6 separate regions of the Mus musculus genome follow, and all the other regions are linked to region 5. A link is a contact called in public Hi-C, HiChIP or PLAC-seq and promoter capture Hi-C data. All regions are on one chromosome and are shown on one strand. The core of a region is the stretch at or near the end of the contact, and the rest is flanking DNA. Distances in the headings are between cores, read along the strand shown. Region 1 holds the start of Aqp8 (aquaporin 8). Region 2 holds the start of Dctn5 (dynactin 5). Region 3 holds the start of Gga2 (golgi associated, gamma adaptin ear containing, ARF binding protein 2). Region 4 holds the start of Prkcb (protein kinase C, beta). Region 5 overlaps Gm39083 (a long non-coding RNA gene). Region 6 has its middle 7.5 kb from the start of Gm29903.

Region 1 (2,700 bases), core at 149-2,648, 520 kb after region 5:
TTGTCCCGGTCCCTTATATAACTTGATTTACATTGTCCTTTTGTGACATTTCACTGTTATTATGATCTTAGGCTTTGTCATCGTGAAAAAGTGCTTTTTCTTCTGCGGCATGCTGTAAAGATTGGACCCTCCTCATGGAGTGTTCTCCAGGTGAACCTGAGGCAATGTATGCAAGGCTCTTAGCCAGCTGCTGGCACTGTAACATCCGAGTGTGCATTCTAAGGTTGGTGGACGTTAATACATATGAACTCTTGCCCGTGGGTGTCTATATGGGTATTACAGGTCTGTGGGGAAGGGGAACTGGTATAGCTCATGGGGTGTCCCCCCCCCCCCGCTGTAAGTTTTATAGCTTTGAAGGGAAAGGTTTCCTGGCAGTTGGGAGCCAAGGGATACCACAAAGCCATTCTGCATGACAAATTTCATACAAGAGATTTATTAGAAGGGAAAAACCCAGGAGGGTGGCTACCTCTGCTCAGACAAGAAGCGGCAGAGAACTGAGCAGAAGACAGGCTTTATTTTGGGCTTAGGGGTAGGGGAACAGAACTTTCCAGGGTAGAACTTTCCAGGGTGGGGATTAGTGGGACTTCAAATCCTGATCTTGGGCTTTTTACTCTGTAGGGCGGAGCTGGGCCACCTGAGTGGTGATTATAGCAGTTGGAGATCCTCAGGGGCAGGGCCTGGCCACTCGCACGCCATGAGGGGCTTACACATATATTCTGAGTTCATGGACTCTGGCATTTTTGTACTGTATCTGGAGCTACCTTGAGTCCTTTTCATTTCTTCACTCATTGAAGCCCTGTAAGGATGCCATGCCATTAGCTCAGTCGCTGTCATTTGCCGATGAAACAGTGAAAGTGACTCGAGCTCAGTGGCACTCAATTGCGTGGTTAGCTCTTGGCTTGTACAAGCTGAGCTGGGGTGTCAGTGCAGGCAGTGTGAGCAGAGGGGTGCATCTCACTGGTGGTTCCCTGGCTTTGGGTAGGTAAGCCCGTAGGTCCTACTCCTACTCATCCCCAGGTTTCCAAAGTCCACCAGCTTTACCATACACAACAGTGCCATATTGTCCCTACTGCCTTAGGCAGCCAGCAGCCATCATCAGCTCACACACTCGCTGGGTCAGGTGATCAGGGTATTTGTGGAAAAGGTCCTGGGTGGGAAAGAGACCCACGAGGATGGTGGAATGTCAATGGTAGCGGAGCTGGCTGTTACTGAGTGTGCAGTGTCTCCTGCTGGGACCTTCCTCAGGCCTGAGCACTCATGCACATGATACAAGCTAACCACGCCTTTCCTGTTGCTGGCACTAAGCCCAGCAATCATTGATCCCACGTGGCCCTTGCCCTGTTGAGATTAGAAAAAAAAAGTTGACTCTTCTGGGCCACCTCCCATTCGGGCTTTATTGCTTTCTGGACACCTTTGGTGAATGTCCCCAGTCCTTTAAAAGCGCAGAGTCCGCTAGACTCTACCTCCAGTCTGTGACCTAGAGATAAGTGAGTACAATCTAGGGCAGCCGGCGAAGCTCCTGGTAGCTCTGGCTCGGATCTTCTTGAGCAGATGTCTGGGGAGGTGAGTCTGTTGCCTGGGCAAGGGCACTAAGGATTTGGTCAAGGCTGGGGGTGGGGGCTTTTGTCTTGGGGCCTCTGCCACCCATGTTTCCTGTCTTTTTTTCCCCCTACGGCAGACACCAATGTGTAGTATGGACCTACCTGAGGTCAAGGTGAAGACCAGCATGGCTGGCAGATGCCGTGTGTTCTGGTATGAGCAATACGTACAACCATGTATAGTGGAACTTGTGGGCTCCGCTCTCTTCATCTTCATCGGATGTCTATCGGTCATTGAGAATAGTCCGAATACTGGGCTCCTGCAGCCTGCCTTGGCTCATGGGCTGGCCTTGGGGCTCATCATTGCTACCTTGGGGAACATCAGGTGAGACCAGACCTCATCATTAGCTTAGTGCCAATCTGGGGAATTCTTGGGCACCCACTTATGGTCTTACAAACGTGGGGGTGGGTCATCTAGCTCTGCAGTCTGTGAAGACTATTAAATAGGAGTCATACTGTTACTACATGTTAAAGTTAGCTTCGAGCCAACATATACCCATTGCTAGCTATTGCCTCTGCTCTATACTGAGCATGATTCAGATATTTGATTCTAGTGACAAACTTAAGAAATAGGTTCTGTTATTTCCCGTTTTATATTTGCAAAAGAGAAAAGTCCACATCACTGAGATGAGGTATTTGCTACCAGGTGGTGGAGCCAGGAGTCAAATTCAAGCTGTCTGGCTTAGTGTCCAAAGCCGAGGGATTGTCTTGGGGAGATGGGATCGTGGGGTGCTCAGTATTCACTACTGTTGCTGCTACTCTTTGGGAGTGAATTGGAAAAAGCAAAGCGCCGGGTTTTTGTCCACTGCGATGCACAGAAAGTGCAGGGGCTTCAACCTGACAAGAGTGTTTTGTTTTGTTTTGTTTTTTAGAGGCAGAAAAATGACCATCCCTTGGTTTTTTATCTGGGTAGGAGCCCAGTAGAATGGGTTGATGGGAGGTGGGCTGTTTCCCAGAAGAGCCAGCTGTAATGGTAGACATTCCGATTGGGTCATCTGACAGGGGGACTGGGATAGGGCTGTTCTCTATCTCACTCGAAATCAGATCTGAGTGAGGACATTGAGTTACTGCCCTCTGGGAAGAAACAATGGACAGTTTATTA
Region 2 (2,700 bases), core at 101-2,600, 810 kb before region 5:
AATGTGCTTCAGTTAGTCCTAGGGAATTTTGTGACTTTAATGTCCAATGACTCAATTAGCACTCACAATAACCCTAACAAATAGATTCTATTATATAATCATCCTCCTTTGAGATATGCAAACTGAACAGAGAATAAGCAGTTCCTCCAGGATGCTGCCATTTATAACTGCTCCATTTAACACCCCCCCCACACACACAGAGGTTTCATATCATATATATTTTGATTCATAATAGCAGCAAACTGCAGTTATTAAGTAGCAACCAAATTATGGTCATGGGCCACCACAACATGAGTAATTCTGATCTTAACCTGTTATCTTGTCCTCAATCTTATCAGTAAGTAGGAGTTATCTTGTTTATTTGTAAATGATCTTTACCACCCTTAGAAGGTAAGACAGGATAGGAAGACAAATTAATGTGAATTCTAATTTTGCACAGAAAGCACAAGAACATGGAAGTAATATTTAAGTCTTGCAGGAGAATAATATTCTGAGCCTGAAAGAAATGAGAGCTCCTTCTAACTACTACACTAAATTTGTATGCACACACACAACACCTGTTCATTATATGTAATATTTATATTATTTTCTTCCCCTCATCTTGTTCCAACGTGGGTCTTAAACATGGAGAACACCAGCTGCAGAACCAACCAGAGTACACGTTATAACCATCCCCTTCTCCAATGTAAACCTATTTTGGAGGTCAAGCCCTAACAGACAAACACGAAAATGTATATATATAAGGCTGTTGACGTGACGTGAAAGATTTATGTGACGGGGCCGGAGTGGAGTGGGAGAGAAGAGGGCCTCTAGGTTTACCTATATGTAGTTTTACACCTAATATTTATGCAGTGCCACTAGAAGATGGGTTTGGCTCGTCTGCATTTTAAGCTTCGCCACCCGAGCAGCGCGCTCGTCTCAGTGACTTCTCGTGGAGGCTGTAGGTAGGAGGACACTGCCTCGGATACAGGAACTAGGTTTGAAAACCCAGCCTAAAGCCCTGGGTCACCCTTCCCGCAACCCGGGCACCTTTTCCTTCTCCGCATAGCTGAGGGGCTTCCCGGAAAGCTCTTCCATCGGGTTGGAAGCCGAACGCAAGGAGCAGCCGTCTCCAGCCTCGGGCCTGTGGTCACGGGGACCCAGCCAGGGCTTCCTAGGGCCAAGAGGAACCCCTGGGAAGAACGGGGACCTAGTTCACCCCCACTATGTTCCTGCCGAGCCACACAGGTTCCGCGCGCTAGCCGCTCTGGCCAATTAAAACCTCTGTTCGCTCTGCGCACGCGCAGCTGGAGACTGCCGAGCGATCGAGCAGGCTTGACTAGAGGAGAGTCGAATGAGAGTCCAGGGCGGGGATAGCGGAAGTGGCCGATCAACCGGAAGTAGCTGGAATCACCGTCTGCCTGAGCTACTGACAGGATCCTGAGGTTCAGAGAGGGGGAAGCCATGGAGTTGGGCGAACTGCTGTACAACAAGTCGGAGTACATCGAGACGGTGCGCGTGTGGCGACCCTGCCGCCGCTGGCAGTCACGGGACCCTCGAGGACTGGACGGTCGCCCCTCCCGTCCCGGCTGCACTGGTTCCCGTTCCCTCAGTCCCTTCCTTGGATGACTTAGAGATGCTTCGTGTTTCATCTGATTGTTATTTAGTCGGTGCATGCATGCATTAGGCTCTCTTCTCCTTCATCTCGTGTGTGTGGGTGTGCTGTGTAGCGGGGGAGGAAAGTGTGGATGTGGGAGAGTTTCTATGCATATATATCTATGTGTGTGCATATACACACGCCTGAGTTTCCTGTTAAATAATGTCTTCCAGAGGAATACACAGTACAGCCTATTCATTCTGTATATAAATTACATTTTCAGACTCCGGGCCCTTTTTAAAAATAATATTTCACAGTCTGCTTACGTGCTAAGACGTTATTGTTTCTATTCGTCAACTCATAATACAACATATGTAAACTGCCCCCGTTAGGGTTACTATCATTATTTTTTCTGTGTGTCTGTGATCATGGAAAAGTAATTTTCCTCACTGAAGGCTATGAAACCGTAATATGGAAGTGGGGTCTGAATGCACATCAGTCATTAGACCGCTCATTAGATACCGATCCTGAATTCATTTCTTGAGCTCTCAGTTCCTGATCTACCCTTGCTCTTTTGATAGATTGGATTCAGTTCCTGAGTGCTCTTATCACGGAGCCGTGCCCACAGCCTTCCCCCCCCCCCCCCAGTGCATTCCTTCTCCAGTTTGTTTTTGTTTGTTTGTTTGGTGATGGAGTCTCACTTCATAGTTTAGTCTAACCCCAAATTCACAGTCACCCCACCCAGAGCTGGGACAGTAGGGGTGCAGTATACATTCAGGCCTCATTCATTTTTAGACTGCCCTTCATTTGAAGTAATTTTCTCCTCAATGTGAGCTTTCATGATGGAAACTGTAGTCCAGAAATCCTCTGTTTTTTCACTCCAGATTTCTGTTTGCTTTTAGGCATCTGGGAACAAAGTTAGTCGCCAGTCTGTTTTGTGTGGAAGCCAGAACATCGTCCTCAATGGCAAGGTAAAGGGCACAGGCAGCTTCAGGAGGTTACCCTTATGCCTTCAGCTAGTCACTGTATCAGCAGGGTATATGGGATAGTGCTGTCTCCAATTTGTCATTTCCAGTTCTCTCTCTTTGTTTTTGTTTTTTTAAACATTTATTTATTTTATGTAT
Region 3 (2,700 bases), core at 112-2,611, 920 kb before region 5:
CACCCTCAACCAACTCACCAGGTGGAACTGCATGTGGTGCTTTCAGTAGAAGCGAAGCTGTCTCCAACAGCTTCTCCTACATGTTGAAATAGAAAGCTATAGGCCTGCAATGACTCAGAAGATAAAGGTGCCTGTGACCAAGCCTTGTGGCCTGAGTTCGAGCCCTGGAACCCACAGAAGAGCCTAAGGAGAGAAACGACACCCTGACCCCTTCCCCAGTTGTTCTCTGTTCTCCACGAGCCAGGAGCAGCACGCCCCACCCCAAATACACAACATGTAATAAAAATGTTTAAATAATGCAGTCCCTTCTGCGGCGCTCACGCGTCTTACTTCATTAGCAAATTAGTCTGAGGTCTCTTTTCTGGATTCTCTGAGCTTTAAGCTTTGCACTCCTGGCCAACAGGCCTACTCGCTCCCAGAATGTTGTACATTCTCATCCTGAGTTTTTGCAGTTTCCTGTCTGGAATATGGCCTCCTCCATTGTCCACACACTGTATACCAGCTATGACAAGCCCCAGGTAAACAAAACAGCCCCTAACTACGTTCAACAAGCGCCCCTCCTCCAGCTTCTGTTGAGAAGGTGCTGTTCTGGTAGCCAGTAGCCAATGAACATGTCTTTGTGAGCAATGTCCCAGTGTTACCATCTCAGTGCACCCAGCACGTAGTGGAGCCCACCCAAGGGGTGGATTCTTTATTCTCTCTGAACCTCAATTCCTCAGATAAAGAGAGAACCTTTAGAACCGCACCCCCAGAGATCACCGTTAAGCTAAGACAAGGAACAATTAAGTCTGGCCAGAGTAAATATGCACCGAGGCATAAAAGCTGGTTTTGCTCTTAAAGGTAGCAGCCACTTAAGCTCTTAGACTCAATGATCTGCAAAAAAGCTGCATCGCCCGCACGGGTTAGTAAACCCAGGTACTCTCGGTCCTGCGACCAGACTAACAATGGCTGAAACGCTTTCTGCACAGTGCTTGGCACAAGAGATCGCTAAGCATTCGCGCTCCAGCTGTTAAGTGGTGCCGCCCGGCCACTGAGCCATGGCGTGGTCTGAGGTCCCCAGAATCCCCTGGGTGAGTCTAGAGGCCCCCTCCCGCCGCGGAGGACAACCAGGGCGGCGGGAAGCAGGATCACGTGTGGCGCGATGCTACTCACTGAGCCACAGCTCCAGCGCCGCCGCTGCCCCAGGGCCGCCCTCCGCCGACTCGGTCCCTGCCGGGGATCCGGTCCCCGCTGCCACTGCCGTCGCTGCCATCTGCCCAGCCCAGCGCTGCGGCCGCAGTCACTCCTGCCCAAAAGCTGCAGCCACCGCCGCCGCCTAGCCTTCGCTCCAGCTGCCGACGCGGCAGACACTGAGAGGCACGTGACGGGGCGGGCCCTATTGGACACGCCCATTTCTGGGCCCTGTCCCGCCCCCACGCACCTCCTCCCGGCCACCTCCAACTCACGAGGTCTTTTTTTTTTTTTTTTTTTTTTTTTTTTGTGCAAGACCACTTGAAAGGTCAAAAGCCAAGCTAGTTAGGTATTGATTGTCCCCTCTTCTTCAGAAGCAGGGTTCCCAGAAAAGATACTGGACGCCTGGCTAAATCTGAATTTCAGATAAAGAATCATTCTTTCAGCATTTTTATTAGGGTCTTCTCCGAGTATGTATCTTCCATTCGGGTTTCTGACACACTTTTTTTTGATGACACATTGCATCATAATTCATAAAACAGTTATTTTTATGAAAAGATACTTTTCTCAAAAAAACAGGTCAGAGGCAGGCGGATCTCTGAGTTTGAGGCCAGCCTGGTCTACAAAATGAGTTCCAGGACAGTCAAGGCTACACAGAGAAACCCTGTCTCGAACACCCATCCCCCCCCAAAAAAAAGAAATAAAAAACAGGTCGTGATTCTCATACCCTAAAAAGTGAACACATTAATTATATATAAACATACCTTTTTCTAACTGTTTTGAGTTAAGGTCTCATGTAACCAGCTGGCTTTGATCACTGCATAGCTGAGGAGGACCCAGAATTCTTGGTCATCCTGCCACTGTGGTACAAACTTGATTACAAGAATGTACTACCAGTACAGCTTTGTTGTTATGGTTTTTGTTTTTGCTTTTGAGAAAGGGTTTCTCATACTCATTAGTCCAAGATGGCCTTTGAATGATAAAAGCTAAGATCCTAAAAACCTGTAGTAAAATCCTTTTGCCTCAACCTCCCAAAAGCTGGAACTACAGGTGTGAGCTACCATGCCAGCCTAACATGAAATATTTTCCTTTATTTAACTCTTGAACTTAAATGAAGGAATCAAGTAGATGTTGTATTAATATGTCCACAAGAAAAGCCAAAGAGAAAAATCTATGTAAAAATAAAGGACTGTTGAGACAAACATGCAAATGGGCATAAGACTGGCTCCAGCCAGTGGAGAAAGAGGTCTGTCCAGTGGACAGGATTAATATGCATGTCTAGAGGCCAGCATAATTTTGCCATTGCTGTCAATGATCTACTACTAACAACTCTGCTAAGACTGAAGGAGGCCTTAGCCTGGAAGGCAGTCAAGACTGCGCACGAGGTCCCTCTGAAGCACCAGATCCTTCCACACTGTCCCTATCATTCCCCACCCTCAATGTCACACCCCAGTACATACACACACACACACACACACAGAAGGATTTTAATTTGCATAGACCTGGACCACCAGCATACCAAATGGGGCT
Region 4 (2,700 bases), core at 177-2,676, 650 kb before region 5:
AGGCTCTGCCACTACAGAGGCCCAACCCTTTGTCACCAGTGCACTTTGTAGTCTGGACAGCCTCCATTGTACAACCCCGAGACTGTGTACCCCTTACTCACTTCCATCTAATTTTGCTTATTCACAGAACTTACCTGGTCTATACAGGTTATGGTTGTGACCGAATGAGACAGTGCACAAGCCTCCCTGACACCCTGTATGTTTAGTTTTAATTTTTGCACATTTACAGGTCATGCATGGTACAGGTAACCTTCTTCCATTCTGTTACTTACTCAAGCAGTGCTCACTGGGCTTGTAGGAGCTGTCAGATGCTAAACTCAACACCAGGAGACATGAAGGTGTCATTAACAATGCCGGGGACGTGTGGAAGAGTTCGGTCAGATGCCATTTTTCATCCCCAGGCTGTAGAGCATCACACCAGAGGGAGATTTAGATGCAGTGCCTTATATAACATGCAATGTCGTATCATTGGTTATCTTCCCATCCTTCAAGTGGCATCAAGGGGAGTATGGCGTTGGATATTAATGTTCCCTGAACATTTGAAATCTCTCCTAACAAATACAAGAAGGCCCCAGGTGTGAGGACAGCACCTGGGGAGATCTTAACCCACACAAACCTAGGTATTTCCAATCACATAGACTTTTGTTTTAACAGACTGCACAAGTATGACCAGAAGGGACAAAAGTGAATGAAATGTAGGGAAACGCTCATTTATTAAATTTGTCTCCTGTCATCATTAGCCCAGCCATTTTGGGGTTGGGGAAACTGTCTTTTTGTGGAGAGAGTTCTAAGTGTTCGAGCAAGTGGAGACAAGTCTTTGTGGTGGATATATACATATATACATATGCATATATGTATAGTCCTCCCCTACCTCTGCAGACCTTGGTGTGTGTGTGTGTGTGTGTGTGTGGCCACAGGCCTTTCCGGATGAGTGACAATGAAAGCCCATCCCTCCAGGAGACGCATGCCGAATGACCAATGGGATGATGGATGGAGGGTGCTGGGTACCAGTCTCTGCAGAGGCCAAGGTGAAACTGGCTGCTTCCAGCCTGTTCAACCCTCATCTCCTTGAGCCCCTTGGGTCCTTAGGCGTTTGGTCATTGCTGGATCAACCGAGGTGCTCATCTTAACGCACCCCAGGGCCTAGGACAGGGTGCCAGGGGCGCGGCTCAGATCTGTCCAGCGCAGACTGCGGTCCTCGCGCCGCAGCGCTGCGGCTAAGAACACTTGGCTGGGAGGCCTGCGGGTTGCGGTGTACGTGTATGTGTGTGTGTGTGTCTGTGTGTGTCTCTGCTGGTGGTACTGGTGGTGCCGATATGTAAAGCAGCTGGCGGCTCTGGGCGGGGCCTGGGTTTCATGCAAATGAGGGAGGCGGGGTTACACTGGGGCTCCGCCTCCCTCCCCCGCAGCTGGGGCCAGCGGTGCCAAGCACAGCTGGACCAGCGGCAGCAGCTGGGCGAGTGACAGCCCAGCTACGCGCGCGCGGCCGCCGCCAGAGCCGGCGCGAAGGGGCAGCGCGGCCCTGCGGTCCCCGGGCGGCAGCAGCGGCCGCCTAGTCCCGCGCCTTTCCGGGCTTGCAGCCCCGCGGTCCCGCCGCCCCGGGGCCGCCACCTCTCGGGGCTCCCCCCAGTCCCCGCGCGCGCAAGATGGCTGACCCGGCTGCGGGGCCGCCGCCGAGCGAGGGCGAGGAGAGCACAGTGCGCTTCGCCCGCAAAGGCGCCCTCCGGCAGAAGAACGTGCACGAGGTGAAGAACCACAAATTCACCGCCCGCTTCTTCAAGCAGCCCACCTTCTGCAGCCACTGCACCGACTTCATCTGGTGAGAGTGCGCCGCGCGGGCCACCTGCCTGGGGCCCTAGAGGGCAGCGACACGCATGGGGACCCCTGTTGTTGCCCCCGGGGGGAGGAGCCGTGTGATCACCCCCATCCCGCTGGACCCTTATGCCCTGCGCTCCCGGATGGCCAGTCCCTCAGGTGCTGGGTTCTCTGCTCCCAGACGGCTGGCCGCCAGGCGCCTTCTGCCCTCTTGCACTCTGTCGCCCGAGCGCCTAGGGACAGCGCTGCAGGCGCCTTTTCGACACCTGGCTCAGGGCTCAGTGTGGCTGTCCCTCCTCGGCAGGGCAGCTCCGCGGGTGTCTTTCTCGCCTGAGGTTCCCGATCTTTCTGCCTCCTTCCGGGCTCGAGGAGCTCTCACCCTCACCCCTCCTTTCCGGGGCAGCTCTCTGGGGTGTCCTCTACTTCCCCGGGGCGTGGAGCATCCTTCCCTCTGCGTCCCTAGAGCAGTGCCCTGGGTTATCTCTTACTTCGCCTCCAGAGTCTTGAGCACCCCTTTCATTCCTTGGTTCTCACCCTCAAGTCGCTGCAGGGCCCCTTTCTTCCCTCTGCCCCTCCAAGCATGGGGGGACCTTCCCCCCGCCCCCTAGCCCCTCAGGTGTTACCACCGTGGTGAAGTCCCTATCATCCTCCCCCTAGACAGGTCCTTTTCTCTTTCCTTGAGGGTACTCCCGGCATCTCCTTGGGCAAATATCCAGCCCGCCTTCCGCCCCCACCCGGGCGGAAATGCACCCTCGCATCCTGCCACCTGGTGGTCGTGGTCGCCTCTGTACTGCAGGGGAGATGTGAGGTGGGGGTTACTGCCAAGCTCCGGTAGTGTACCTCCCAATCCCATCCAAGGTGGAAGACACCTTGGAGACCAGGCTG
Region 5 (2,700 bases), core at 6-2,505:
TTCAAGGGTTAATAAGGTACTGTCATGATCCAATGTGTTTCAGCCATGAAAAGGCATGAACAAAGCAGAAGTGGGGGCTTCCTAGTGAAAGAAAGGGAACCAGCCGCAGACAGGAAGGAACTGGGGGTGGGAAATAAAATACAGTGAAGTATAATGCCACATCCGTATGAAAATGTCTTGAAACCCTTATTTGTTATACTGTCTTAAACGATTAGCTTCTTTAAAACATGTCTTAAAAGAGTCATTAACTGGTGGTTTAGTTTAGTGTGTAAAAGTACCTGCCACACAGCCTGGACTCAATCCCTAGAACTCAGAAAACTAGATACAGTGGCTCACATCTGTAATCTCAGCACTTCCATGAGATATTCTCTCTCTCTCTCTCTCTCTCTCTCTCTCTCTCTCACGCACACACACACACACACACACACACACACACACACACACACACACACAGAGAGAGAGAGAGTAGTGGTAATAATAAATAAAATAAAACCAGTCTATAATAAAAGCAGCCATTGTGTCAACACCTCCCTATAGAGACATAGATGTAGATATAGTTGTATACAAGACAACTCTGAACGGCATTTTCCTTACTTTCTCCCCAGGTTTCTCTGTGGTGTTTGGAACCCAGTTGCCCCAACAATGACCTGCTCGGTAACCTTCCTAATGGGCCTCTCTCCCTCCTGGTGCCTCCGTGTCTCTGTCCCATAGTAGTGGTTCTTTGGATTAACACACACACACACACACACACACACAGATGATGATGATGGTGATGATGATGATGATGATGCAATTAGTTTTAAAGATGTCTTTAATTTGTCCTTTCAGCAACCTAAACCAAAGGAGATCTATAGTCTTCTCTTGAATTCCTTCCTGGTCACAGGAAGGAGGTAGAAGATGGCTGTCTGTGTGGGAACTTTCCAGGGTCTCCTTGGCTTCAGCCCACCTCCAGCCACTGTCAATATACCTACCCTACTTTGCCACATCAGAAAGCAGCAGCGCCATGAAGGATTCCTGGTATCTCATTTGATCGAGGCCATGAAATTTCTAACCCTAACTGCATCAGGCGACTCAATTGTCAGCAGGGAAAGGCAAGAGGAAACGGTTAAATCTTAATTTCTGACCTCCTTAAAAACCAAAAACTAAAATGCAACGCAAGACGTTAACAGAGGGGAAACTCCACGAGCTCTTTCTGATTGGTACAAAGCACGGGACCAACCTTCGTGAATACCACACCCAGCAGGATGTTTAGCAGTCAAAGGATAAGCACACCAGCTCCTGCAATTGCTATTCATCTGAGCCTCTCTTGTTCTACCACTCATAGCATCCGACTGAAAGCGAAAGTGTAAATGTGTCGGGGGTTGGTCTGAGGCTGGTAGGCTTTTAAATGTTAAATACTACCCCCAAGATCTAGTTGCCCAAGGCAAGCAGATCCTCACATTCAACAAGTAAACTTTTTTTTTTACTCTATGTAAACCTTGCTCCCTACTTTAATATTATTTGATTAATAAAAGGCTAGAGCCTGTGACTGGGCAATAGAGAGACAAGCAGGACTTGAGGATCGAGTGAGGGGTTTCAGGAGAGACCAGAAGGAGGAGGAGAAAGGAGGTAGAGAGAGGGGAAGGTTGCCATGAGGGAGGTGGAGCCTGAGGACAGGCGGATGGGACAGAGATATCCGGGACTGAGACTCAAACAGCAAGGAACAAGGGACATTTGACTGGGATTTAAGTTAGAATAGCTCACAGCCTGCCCAATCTGGGCTTAGAGCTTGTAAATTATCAGGATTTTGTACCTTTTATTCGGGCTAGCTGGAATAAATAATTCATTTACATAAATGTATCATCATTTTTAGACATTAGTGACCTCGCTGTAGGAAATCCTGCAAATTCCCACACCACAGAAACTATTAGTGCTAATAAATTCAGCAAGTGTACGCGGTAGCAGCAGGACACACAAACGCAGTCAGCTGTGTTTCCATACATCAGCACCGGGTAACCTGAAAACTCAATTAGGAAAACAATTCCACTTATAATAGCATCAAATTGAATACAACACTTTGGAACAAATTTAACCCAGGAGGTATGAAAATCGGCCACTGAAAACTCTAATATGTCAGTGAGATAAATTAAACAAGGCTGGCATTAGTGAAACAGAAAACACGACAGGGCTACCCAAGCATGCAATAGGTACAAAAAGCCCAACAACCTTTTTCTGTACATATTTGTGTGAGTGGACTGTGAGTGTGTTTTTCTCACCTGTACAGAGGCACGTGCATTCGTTGGTGCACATAGAACGGGTGCCAGTCACTCTCCAGCTCCTCAATCCAGGCAGTGTCTCACTTGACCCCGGACTTGCCTGCTCTGGGGACTCCCCAGTGCTGGGGTTATAAACTGGTCATCAAGCCCATGTGGTATTGATGTGTGTGCTGGGGGAGTCCAAACCCCAGCCTTCACGCTTGCTGAACAAGCAGAGTACCCACTGGGCCGTCACACCAGCCCCTCCACAACTTTTTTTTTGACAAATGTGGGAAACTTGACTCTAAAACTCACATGGAATGAGAAGAGCCCCCGAGTAACTGAATTCTTTACAAAGAAAACCCTCAAACAGAACATGGTGGCTCAAATCTGGAACACCAAGACTCCGGAGATGGAAACAGGAGGGTCAGGATCCAAGTGATCTTTACTTATAAATATATAAGAA
Region 6 (2,700 bases), core at 167-2,666, 690 kb before region 5:
ATTATTGTGGTTTCAGGACTTGTCGCTTTAATCCAAATGGAGGAGCTTTACAAAAATGATGTGGTTATGGTTAATAAGGTGTTTTATTAGCTGCTGGCAAACACCTATACCCAAGCTACGCAACTTAGCTTAATGGAGGAAATGTTTATTTTGGCTTATGATTTTAGAATTTCAGTCCATTGTAATAGGAAGGCATGGTTGCCATGGGAGCATAAAGAGGAAGCAGTTCATATTCCTGAGGACCAGGAAGCGGAGAGAGTGGTGAACCCAGGGTCTAGACTCTAACTTTCATGGGCTAGGCTCTAGTGGCTTAGCTCTTCCAGCTAGGCCACATCTCCTGAAGATTCCATAATCTCACAAAGCAGAGCCACTATGTGGGGACCAGATGTTCAAATCAGGAACCAGTGGTGCACAGTCTAATTCACAGTTACCGGTATCAACCAAGTATGATACGTTTCATCTTAGTGCACGTTGGCTTTCTAATCCCAGCCTTTAAATGACGTCTAATGAGCAGGTGGATCCTTATCCAATAATAGGGTATTGTACTGCTTAGAAAACAGGAATTGGAGACAAAGAGACAGGCACAGAGGGATGAAGAGATGCAGAGAGAAGGCAGATCCTGTGAAGGCAGAGGACTGGAGCAATACATTCACGACCAAGAGAAGGTTGCTTAGATGTCTTGAGGCTACAGAGAGGGAAGGAAGGGCTCCTCTATGGGCATTGGAAGGAATATGGCCCAGTGAGTGCTTCAGACAGTTTCCTTCCAGAACTGAAAGATTATATACTTTGGTGGGTTTTAAATTTTTATTTATTTTAAATTACGTGTGTGGGCGTGTAGATGCTCTCAGAGGCTAGAGGTGCCAACTACCCTGGAGCTAGAGTCAGGTGGTTGTGAGCCACCTGTCACGGATGAGTTTAGGTTCTCCGGAAGAGCAATACATGCTCTTAACCACAAAGCCAACCCTACAACCCCTGCCTTTGTTTTTAAAGCGATTCTATCTGTGGCCCTTAAAGCAGCCCTCGGAAGTCTGCGCGTGTGCTAGAGCGTCAAGGACAGGTAGCAGGCCTGGAACTTGGCCTGAGGTAGGTGAGCTATTAAGGCAAAGCCCGCAACAAAATAGCTAGAAACAATCTAACAAGGCAAGCAAGGGCTGCCTCAGAAGAGGCCTGAAGTCGTTTTCTCCTTGTAGTTTCGGGTGGCTTCCACCAGGGGGCAGAGCGGGACTTCTGTGCACAAAATAGGAAAAGAATCTCAAGACAAACTGTCGGCAGGTTAATTCCCCAAGCTAAAACCACCCTTCAAATACCACTCCATCCCCACCCCACCTTATACTACCTCCAATACTCTCAAACACCACTACCACCTGAAACCATCCCCCAAACATCTCCACCTCCACTCCACCTTCATAGCATCCCACTCACACCCGGCAAACGTCACCGCCACCACCTCTCCTCCCGCTAGGGGGAGAAGAGAGGCAAGAGACTTCCCGATTGCTTAAGGAAAAGAGAACTAGGCCCTCAGAGCTAAGGCAGTCTGATCTCCAGTTCCCCGCACTCTGTCGTGGATAATATCGGAGACAGGCCACCTGCCTTTCCTTCAATCAGACCTTGAATCCATTCTCAAGTATTCTGATGGAGAACAATTAACGTTTGCATCATAGGAGTACAGAGATGACTGCCCAGAAACCCATGTTTTCCTGCAACTGCTTCAACAGCAGACAGGCTAGTGCCCCACCCCCTTGACCATAGTGGACCTCAGGGTTTTGACAGGAGGGGCCGGAAACATAGACTGGAAGGAGCATGTGAGCCCCTTCAACTGCTGCCTTTGTGCAGATTCACAGTCGTTCAGTCCCTTTGGATTTTTTACTGTACCCTAGAACCCACACCATAGTCATTCTTCTAACACCTGCTCTTTAGGCTAGTTAGAGTAAGTTTTTATGATTTGCAAAAACCACAGAATTTAAAAAAACCCAGAACTAGTATGAATTATGATGTCTGTGGATAGAGATCTACTAAATGCATTACTTCAAGTCATATAGGCAAATTTCAAAAAAGGAAAAATAACAAAGTGTGTGGGCATGGTGGTGCACACCTGTCATCCTGGCATTCGGGCAGCTGAGGTAGGGAAATCGGGAGCTTAAGTCCAGCCTGGGCTATGCAGAAAGACTCTGTCTTAAAAATAAAGCAAAACATAAAAGTCAAACAAACAAACCCAAAGCACACAACCGCCACCCCCCTCCCACCACCACTGGGACTATTAGAAGTCAGAAAAAGGCTAACTGTGTGCAGATTCTCAGCAAACATTTCCTGGCTGGCTACCATCATTAGTAATAATACCCAGTAAAATTGATGTAGGGATAAGGGAGAGGTCGGTAGTGAGGCCTCTGCCTCTCTACATGGCAATGGAGACAAAGTGCTTTCAAATGGCTAAGGGCAGGCAGTGAGGTGCAGTCCTACTGTGTGGAGTTACACTCTGACGGCCAGTTAAAGCCAAGAATGTTTTCTTCAGAGCGTCAGGGTGCTCACTTCAGAGACCTGTTTGCAAAGGTCCAGGCAGCACAGCAAGTGGGCCTGAAGTTCAGATGGGCCAGTTGCTGGGCAGGATGCGCACCTGACTAGTGGGAGGTGCTGTTTTCTGATGTACAAGTAGTTGCTCACAGCCTACCTGAGCATCCGCTGTCCGTCTGGTAGGAGAAAATA

The links. Promoter capture Hi-C pulls out the DNA fragments that hold promoters and counts their contacts. A called contact is a pair of places that touch in the nucleus more often than the background predicts. HiChIP or PLAC-seq counts read pairs in DNA pulled down with a chosen protein or histone mark.
Region 1: a contact with region 5 is called in a Hi-C map of muscle stem cells, with 4 times the contacts expected there. The contact joins the promoter of Aqp8 here to the enhancer-like site in region 5. A contact is called at or near these places in 8 of 39 promoter capture datasets (the 3T3-L1 cell line, the HPC-7 cell line, HPC-7-derived erythroid cells and 4 more), 38 of 484 Hi-C or Micro-C datasets (B cells, the Ba/F3 cell line, the C2C12 cell line and 20 more), 4 of 115 datasets of contacts at active chromatin or transcription factors (cardiomyocytes, embryonic basal ganglia, embryonic midbrain and 1 more) and 1 of 9 other capture datasets (liver).
Region 2: a contact with region 5 is called in an H3K4me3 HiChIP or PLAC-seq map of bone marrow-derived macrophages, with 4 times the contacts expected there. The contact joins the promoter of Dctn5 here to the enhancer-like site in region 5. A contact is called at or near these places in 1 of 39 promoter capture datasets (hippocampal neurons), 1 of 484 Hi-C or Micro-C datasets (CD4 T cells), 6 of 115 datasets of contacts at active chromatin or transcription factors (astrocytes, bone marrow-derived macrophages, large pre-B cells and 3 more) and 2 of 9 other capture datasets (adipose tissue and liver).
Region 3: a contact with region 5 is called in a promoter capture Hi-C map of liver, with 2.7 times the contacts expected there. The contact joins the promoter of Gga2 here to the enhancer-like site in region 5. A contact is called at or near these places in 3 of 39 promoter capture datasets (hippocampal neurons and liver), 1 of 484 Hi-C or Micro-C datasets (double positive thymocytes), 2 of 115 datasets of contacts at active chromatin or transcription factors (bone marrow-derived macrophages and large pre-B cells) and 1 of 9 other capture datasets (liver).
Region 4: an H3K27ac HiChIP or PLAC-seq map of T-cell acute lymphoblastic leukemia shows a contact between it and region 5, with 4 times the contacts expected there. The contact joins the promoter of Prkcb here to the enhancer-like site in region 5. A contact is called at or near these places in 10 of 39 promoter capture datasets (cranial neural crest, embryonic stem cells, hippocampal neurons and 5 more), 6 of 484 Hi-C or Micro-C datasets (CD4 T cells, CD8 T cells, Th1 cells and 3 more), 20 of 115 datasets of contacts at active chromatin or transcription factors (the 230-238 cell line, T-cell acute lymphoblastic leukemia, bone marrow-derived macrophages and 11 more) and 4 of 9 other capture datasets (adipose tissue, embryonic stem cells, liver and 1 more).
Region 6: a contact with region 5 is called in a Hi-C map of Th1 cells, with 5 times the contacts expected there. The contact joins two enhancer-like sites. A contact is called at or near these places in 9 of 484 Hi-C or Micro-C datasets (CD4 T cells, Th1 cells, bone marrow-derived macrophages and 6 more), 7 of 115 datasets of contacts at active chromatin or transcription factors (embryonic basal ganglia, embryonic stem cells, kidney and 3 more) and 1 of 9 other capture datasets (embryonic stem cells).

What each region holds. Positions count from the first base shown.
Region 1 is chr7:123,460,896-123,463,595 of GRCm38.p6, forward strand. Aqp8 (aquaporin 8) reads left to right here and starts at 1,399. Exons shown (of 6, transcript NM_001109045.1): 1 at 1,399-1,563; 2 at 1,679-1,923. The coding sequence starts at 1,552.
Region 2 is chr7:122,131,691-122,134,390 of GRCm38.p6, forward strand. Dctn5 (dynactin 5) reads left to right here and starts at 1,351. Exons shown (of 6, transcript NM_021608.3): 1 at 1,351-1,491; 2 at 2,479-2,547. The coding sequence starts at 1,444. It overlaps Palb2 (partner and localizer of BRCA2), which reads right to left and starts at 1,256. Exons shown (of 13, transcript NM_001081238.2): 1 at 1,030-1,256. The coding sequence starts at 1,077.
Region 3 is chr7:122,019,837-122,022,536 of GRCm38.p6, forward strand. It overlaps Gga2 (golgi associated, gamma adaptin ear containing, ARF binding protein 2), which reads right to left and starts at 1,362. Exons shown (of 17, transcript NM_028758.2): 1 at 1,153-1,362. The coding sequence starts at 1,252.
Region 4 is chr7:122,287,699-122,290,398 of GRCm38.p6, forward strand. Prkcb (protein kinase C, beta) reads left to right here and starts at 1,427. Exons shown (of 17, transcript NM_008855.2): 1 at 1,427-1,819. The coding sequence starts at 1,647.
Region 5 is chr7:122,939,251-122,941,950 of GRCm38.p6, forward strand. It overlaps Gm39083 (a long non-coding RNA gene), which reads left to right. Exons shown (of 3, transcript XR_869924.1): 2 at 606-654; 3 at 829-1,108. Among named protein-coding and RNA genes, the nearest start is that of Gm39083, 4.8 kb to the left of the region's middle. Within about 2 kb of position 1,256, at least 130 of the 459 cell types and tissues checked have an H3K27ac peak or open chromatin away from gene starts, as enhancers often do. A contact at or near this core is called in the 230-238 cell line, B cells, CD8 T cells and 22 more, where this site is marked.
Region 6 is chr7:122,250,450-122,253,149 of GRCm38.p6, forward strand. No RefSeq gene overlaps it. Among named protein-coding and RNA genes, the nearest start is that of Gm29903, 7.5 kb to the left of the region's middle. Within about 2 kb of position 1,417, at least 73 of the 459 cell types and tissues checked have an H3K27ac peak or open chromatin away from gene starts, as enhancers often do. A contact at or near this core is called in Th1 cells, bone marrow-derived macrophages, memory CD8 T cells and 3 more, where this site is marked.